Linked DNA regions of Mus musculus: region 1 is linked to region 2. A link is a contact called in public HiChIP or PLAC-seq data. All regions are on one chromosome and are shown on one strand. Each heading gives the region's core, a stretch centred on a gene start, on an enhancer-like site or on the middle of the called end of the contact. The rest is flanking DNA. Distances are from core to core; before and after follow the strand shown. Region 1 holds the start of Cmtm7 (CKLF-like MARVEL transmembrane domain containing 7). Region 2 holds the start of 2310075C17Rik (RIKEN cDNA 2310075C17 gene).

Region 1 (2,700 bases), core at 126-2,625, 2.6 Mb before region 2:
TCCAGAGAACCCAAGTTCAATTCCCAGCCTGCACATGGCAACTTAAAACTGTAACTCCAGCTTTGTAATTTCTTCTGGCTTCTGCAGGCACCCGGCACACACATGGCGCACAGAGCTAGATGTGGGCAGAACACCCATACACATAAAATAAATTCACTAAGTTAAAAAAAAAATCAAAGAATCTATTTAAAAAAAAAAGTCTTAGGCAGTAGTGGCACACGCTTTTAACCCCAGTACTGGGGAGGCAGAGGCAGACAGATCTCTGAGTTTGAGGCCAGCCTGGATTCCAGAGTGAGTTCCAGGACAGCCAGTAATATACAGAGAAACCCTGCGTGTGGGCAGGGAGCATAAATTAGGACTAACCTGGTGTTGTTTGACTTCTAACACTGAGACAAACAAACTTCTATTCACCCCAGGTCCAATAACAGACCAGGAAAAGAAAAGTAAACATTCCATCATGAGACAAAAGAATCTCTCCTCTTTTCTTAGGCTGCTTTTATCAGACATTTTCTATGTCCTGAGATAGACGAATCTCTCTTCACCGAAGAGTAAGGTAGACAGAGTGACAGAGCAGGACACTAGACATCCTCCACTGGCCTCTGTATACACACACACACACACACACACACACACACACACACATACATACTTAAAAAGATGTACTGCGATGCTGAGAGTGGTGTCCTGATTAGCTTTAACTGTCGACTTTGACAGTGCCTAGAGTCACCTCGGTTGGGTATGGTATCATTCCAGCACCCGGGAAGCAGAGGCAAGGAGAATACCTGCGAGTTTGAGGCTAGCTGGGTTTATACAGGAGTTCCAGGTTAGCCAGTGGTACACACTGAGAGCCTGGCTTGTTTGTTTGTTTTGTTTGTTTTTGAGGCAGGATCTCTCTGTGTAGTCCTGGCTGTCCTGGGGCTCACTATGTAGACTAGGTTGACCTCGAACTCACAGAGATCCTCCTGCCTCTGCCTTCCTAGTGCTGGAATTAAAAATAAGTGCTACCCAACTCTGGCAAGAGAGAGTATGTTTTTAGAAAGAAAGAAAAAAAGGCAAAAATAACAACAACAAAAAAAAATAATAAGAAAGAAAGCAGAATGGTGGGAGGGTGGGGGAGGAAGGTCCTGAGGCGATGGACCTGTTTTTATTGCTGTAGGTGATGGTGGCACAGGTGCGTGCCCCGTGCACACACACAGAAGCAGAAATGAACAGCGCAGCACGGTATGCTCAGGGCATTTCCCCCTACTCGTGTCAGTACCTAGTAGCAGCCGCACCCACACAAAAAATCCCTGGAGGCTCATCACCAGCTGTGACCTGGGCGGTGCGCTCCTGGGAGAGGCCAGGGCCCCAGGCGTCCGGTTTCCTGCCCACGCCAGTCCAACTTCCGCGTGTCTAGAGGGCAGGGGCTTGCGGGGCATCTGCTCCCGAGTCCTCTCCGGGTCCGGCCGCAGCTGGGAAGAGGGAGCCGTGCGCCCCGCCCCTGAGGCTCCGCCCCGTCCCGTCCCAGCTTCACCGGCCAGAGGTCCCCGGGCCTCGGAGGCGGCCAGCCCGGGCTGGGTCGCGCGATGTCTCATGGATCGGGGCTCGTCCGGACCACGTGCAGCAGCGGCGGCGCGCTGGGGCCAGGCCAGCCCTCGGAGGGACTGCTGGACCGGGTGTACCCGCTCACCCACGGCGCCCTGTTCAAAGTGGCGCAGATGGTAAGAAGAGTGGAGTGGAACCTGGGGACCCGTACACGGGGCTGCACCTGGCCCGGACCTTGGGAGCACCGCGCGCCCCTTTGATGCCCCAGTGTCCCCCTAGAAAGTTCCGGGAACAGCCGACAGGATCCCTGGCCCCCTCACTTCTCCAGCTGCCTCCCTACCGGGCCCAGCTCACTTCCCCACCGAAACCCGGGGTGCGAGTTCCTCCTCGTCTTCCTTCCTCTTCTCCAGGCCGCACGTCTCGCACCCGGGCTGGGGGAGGGAGAGTCTCCTGCTATCCCCTGCCATCTCCAGGCCGCGCACGGGCTCCCGCCCGAGAGGGTAGAGCTCGGCGACAAGAGGGCTCGGCTTGACTTTCGAATCTCTGCTGGGGATCGGGAGAAGCGCCGCCTTTCAGACCATCGCCAGGTCCCCTGCGCCCTGTCAGCCTTCCGAGGCGCCTCAGAAGGCAGAACTAGTTAACTAGGTTAACTAGGCAGGCTTGTGGCTAGGGGGCTTCTGGTGCTCGCTTGGAGCCAGGCAGGGCAAGGCGAGCAGCCGGCTGTTACTGTGACCAGAGCTGCACAAAAGCTTCTGGCCCGACCAGAAGTTTACCAGGCCTGATCCTGTTCGCTCTCTACCCACCCTTCTTTTTTCCCTCCCGTTTTTGTTTTTCAACCTCTGTGCAAATGTCTCGTCTACAATACCTTTTCTGTTTGTGTGGTGTGTTTTGAAACTGGGCTGGGCCGTTTGAATTCCCTACTTATCATGGGTGGAGAGGGGAGTGGTGGTTTGTAGAAAGCTGCGGAGAGATGTAGGGACCCCAGTGCAAGGTCACAGACCCGGAAGCTGGGACCTGCCAGCGAAGCTGGAGCAGCCTCCCCCCTCCCCGACCCCCCCCCCCCGGGGCTGGTACAGGGCCAGAGCTTTGTGCCTTCCATAACCGTTATTTTGGATGCCTAGAGTGTAGAAAGGTGGGAGGAAGACGTTCCGCCTCTCCTGAGAAGGGTGCCTAAAT
Region 2 (2,700 bases), core at 67-2,566:
AGGGAAAATAAATTCATTCATCCTGGCATTTTGATTTATTTGGCATAAAGAATCGCCATAAGGGAGGGGCTGGAGAGATGGCTCACTGGCTAAGAGCACTTGCTGTTCTTGCAGAGAATCTGAGATCTCTTCCCAGTAGCCACCTGGTGGCTCACAACCATCCAATGACACGCATGGTGGACATGCATACATATGGGCAAACACTCATAAACAAAACGTAAATAAATTTAATGGTAATTTAGAACACTGTGGTTGGAATCAACATATGCAGGCTAAAATATCCCCATGTCTTTAAAGTACAACATGGAACATTTAATTTATAAAAGGTTTTCTTTCTCCCAGTTTAAATAAATTATCTTTTCAATAGTACATTAGGTGGTCCAGAAACCATCCACACACTCAGCATTTCAATGTGCCTTCAGAGGACTTCCTCAATGTTACAGCAACTTAGAAAACTCTAGAAAATTCTAGATATAGACCACTGGATTTAAAGAAGGAACAGGTTAACTCATTGGCACCCAAAGGTTAGTCTTGATCCTTTAATTTTTTTTATTTGTATATAAGGAGCACAACTGGAAAATTAAATACTGTCAAATGATTCCCATGTCTCTAAAAGCACAGACAAAATTCTCACAGGACATTATAGCACTTATTTGTGGGAAAACACAGTGAGTGGCGTTCTTGGCTTGTGTCTTGTTTGTCGTGAAGTGTAATTTCAGTAGGAATTCCAGTTCCGCTGTGATGATGCAATGACATCATCAGCTGAGAAGAAAACAAGTACAAGCAGATCTAAGTACGCAACAGAATCCAAACCTTCACAGCATTTACGTTAGCTACACACCACCTCTCTAAAGCAAATGGTCAACTGAGTGTTAAACAATGACTGTAGCTGGGCAATGGTGCACATTTATTACTTGAAAATAAATCTATGCAGTTTATCACCAGAGCATGACTCTATAAGCCAGTATGGTACAAAGTCAAAACTGGTGTTGAATTCCCCCAAATGAATCGTGAGAATTCTGTGAGGAAATGGTCGGGCCAACGCGGCACGCTGTGCTGCTTCATGTTGTTTGTGTTTTATCTATTATACATTTATTTACCTGTGCTGCAGTCAGCAGGATTTTTGGAAGCCAGAATCTCCACAGCAAAGAGTTGATCTAATCTGTTGTTGTTGTTGTTGTTTTGGGTTTTTTTCCAATCCTGGTTTTCAAATATTCCTTAAGAATGTTCTGGAAACATCCAGCAAAGCGGTCTTGATCGAGCTTCCGAAGCGTGCTGTAAAAATCACGCTTGCCCCAGCATGTCATGCGTGCTCTAAGGAACTGTATGTTTAGTCTCACCGTTGCTGCTGTCTCCAGGGTCTATAAATAACTTCCCGTCAGGAACTCTCTTCAGCGTCAGGACGTTAGAGTGCAGAAATGATGTGCCAGTTCATGTGTTACAAAACGTTTAGGCTTAGTGAGATGAGTCAGCCTGTGAAGGTCTCTGCCTCCAAGACGGACAACCTGAGTTCAGTCCCTGGGACCTGCATGTGGAGTGAGAGAAGTGACTCCTGCAGGGTTAGCTTCTGAAGGCCACTCGAGCATAGTAGCTTGGGAATACACATACACACACACACATACACACACACACACACAAACACACACTCACACACATGCACACACACACACTCATACACTCTCACACACACACTCACACACATGCACACACACACACACTCACACACACACTCACACACTCACACACTCACACACACACACACACTCACTCACACAATACTAAGAAGATGAATTTAAGCAATTCTAAACAAATTATATATCTTCCAGAGCACTGGTATAATTATCCTCCTACAAATGATTTTTATATCTGTGTGGTCAAATGTGAGGCAGGGAGTTAGAAGCAAAACTATTTTGACTTTAAGCAGAGTTTGGGATTGAAAGTAGGATTAGAACCAGAGGAGAGGATGTGTACCCAGGGAGGGTAGGACCTCATGTGACAAGAGCAAGAAACAGTTAGGGGAGAGGAAGGGCTGTTCTTGCCAGGAAGTGTCTGTGGCCTCTCTCAGATTCTGTGAACACCATTTGCATCGGGCTGAAAGCTTCTGTGAAGTCAAGCCTGTCTTATGCACCAGCAAACTTCAGTTCTCCACCTTCTGACCTCCAGAAGTACAGTGCTGCTCACCTGAGTGGGGATTTGGTCTAGATGTCTGGCCTCTTCCCCACAGTAAGTAACTCACCATGGGACCATAGCTCAGTGAACCTGTGCAGTAGTCCCCTGATCTTAATACTCTGCTAGTTATATGACTAGTCATTTAGCTAACTACTTACTTCTTATGATCTCCATTTAGAAACTGGGAATTGACCTTCCAGCATTAAAAATCCCTGACATGGAGTGTGACCCACTAAAATGAAGTCTTCATCCTTTTATTTAGAAGGGTTAGACACAGATTTACTTCATTCCATAAATAAAACACAGTTCTCTTAGTTATTTTATTTTAATTTTAATGTGTATGCTTGATTTGCCTGTAAGTATGTCTCTGTAGGACCTGCATGCCTGGTGCCTGCAGAGGTCAAAAGAAGGTGTAGTACATCCCCCGAAACTGTGAGCTTCCTTCCAGTTGGGTACAGGGAATTGGAAGCCTACCCAGGTCCTCCAGTAGAGCAACCAGTGCTCTCAATCTAACACAACTCCCTTTAGGAA

Evidence for each region. HiChIP or PLAC-seq counts read pairs in DNA pulled down with a chosen protein or histone mark.
Region 1: a contact with region 2 is called in an H3K27ac HiChIP or PLAC-seq map of large pre-B cells, with 2.2 times the contacts expected there. The contact joins the promoter of Cmtm7 here to the promoter of 2310075C17Rik in region 2.

The regions. Positions count from the first base shown.
Region 1 is chr9:114,780,668-114,783,367 of GRCm38.p6, reverse strand. Cmtm7 (CKLF-like MARVEL transmembrane domain containing 7) reads left to right here and starts at 1,375. Exons shown (of 5, transcript NM_133978.2): 1 at 1,375-1,700. The coding sequence starts at 1,566. It overlaps Gm9888 (a long non-coding RNA gene), which reads right to left. Exons shown (of 3, transcript XR_003948087.1): 3 at 1,696-2,070.
Region 2 is chr9:112,226,072-112,228,771 of GRCm38.p6, reverse strand. 2310075C17Rik (RIKEN cDNA 2310075C17 gene) reads right to left here and starts at 1,316. Exons shown (of 2, transcript NR_131053.1): 1 at 1,101-1,316; 2 at 530-762. The region is part of intron 1 of Arpp21 (cyclic AMP-regulated phosphoprotein, 21); the gene reads left to right.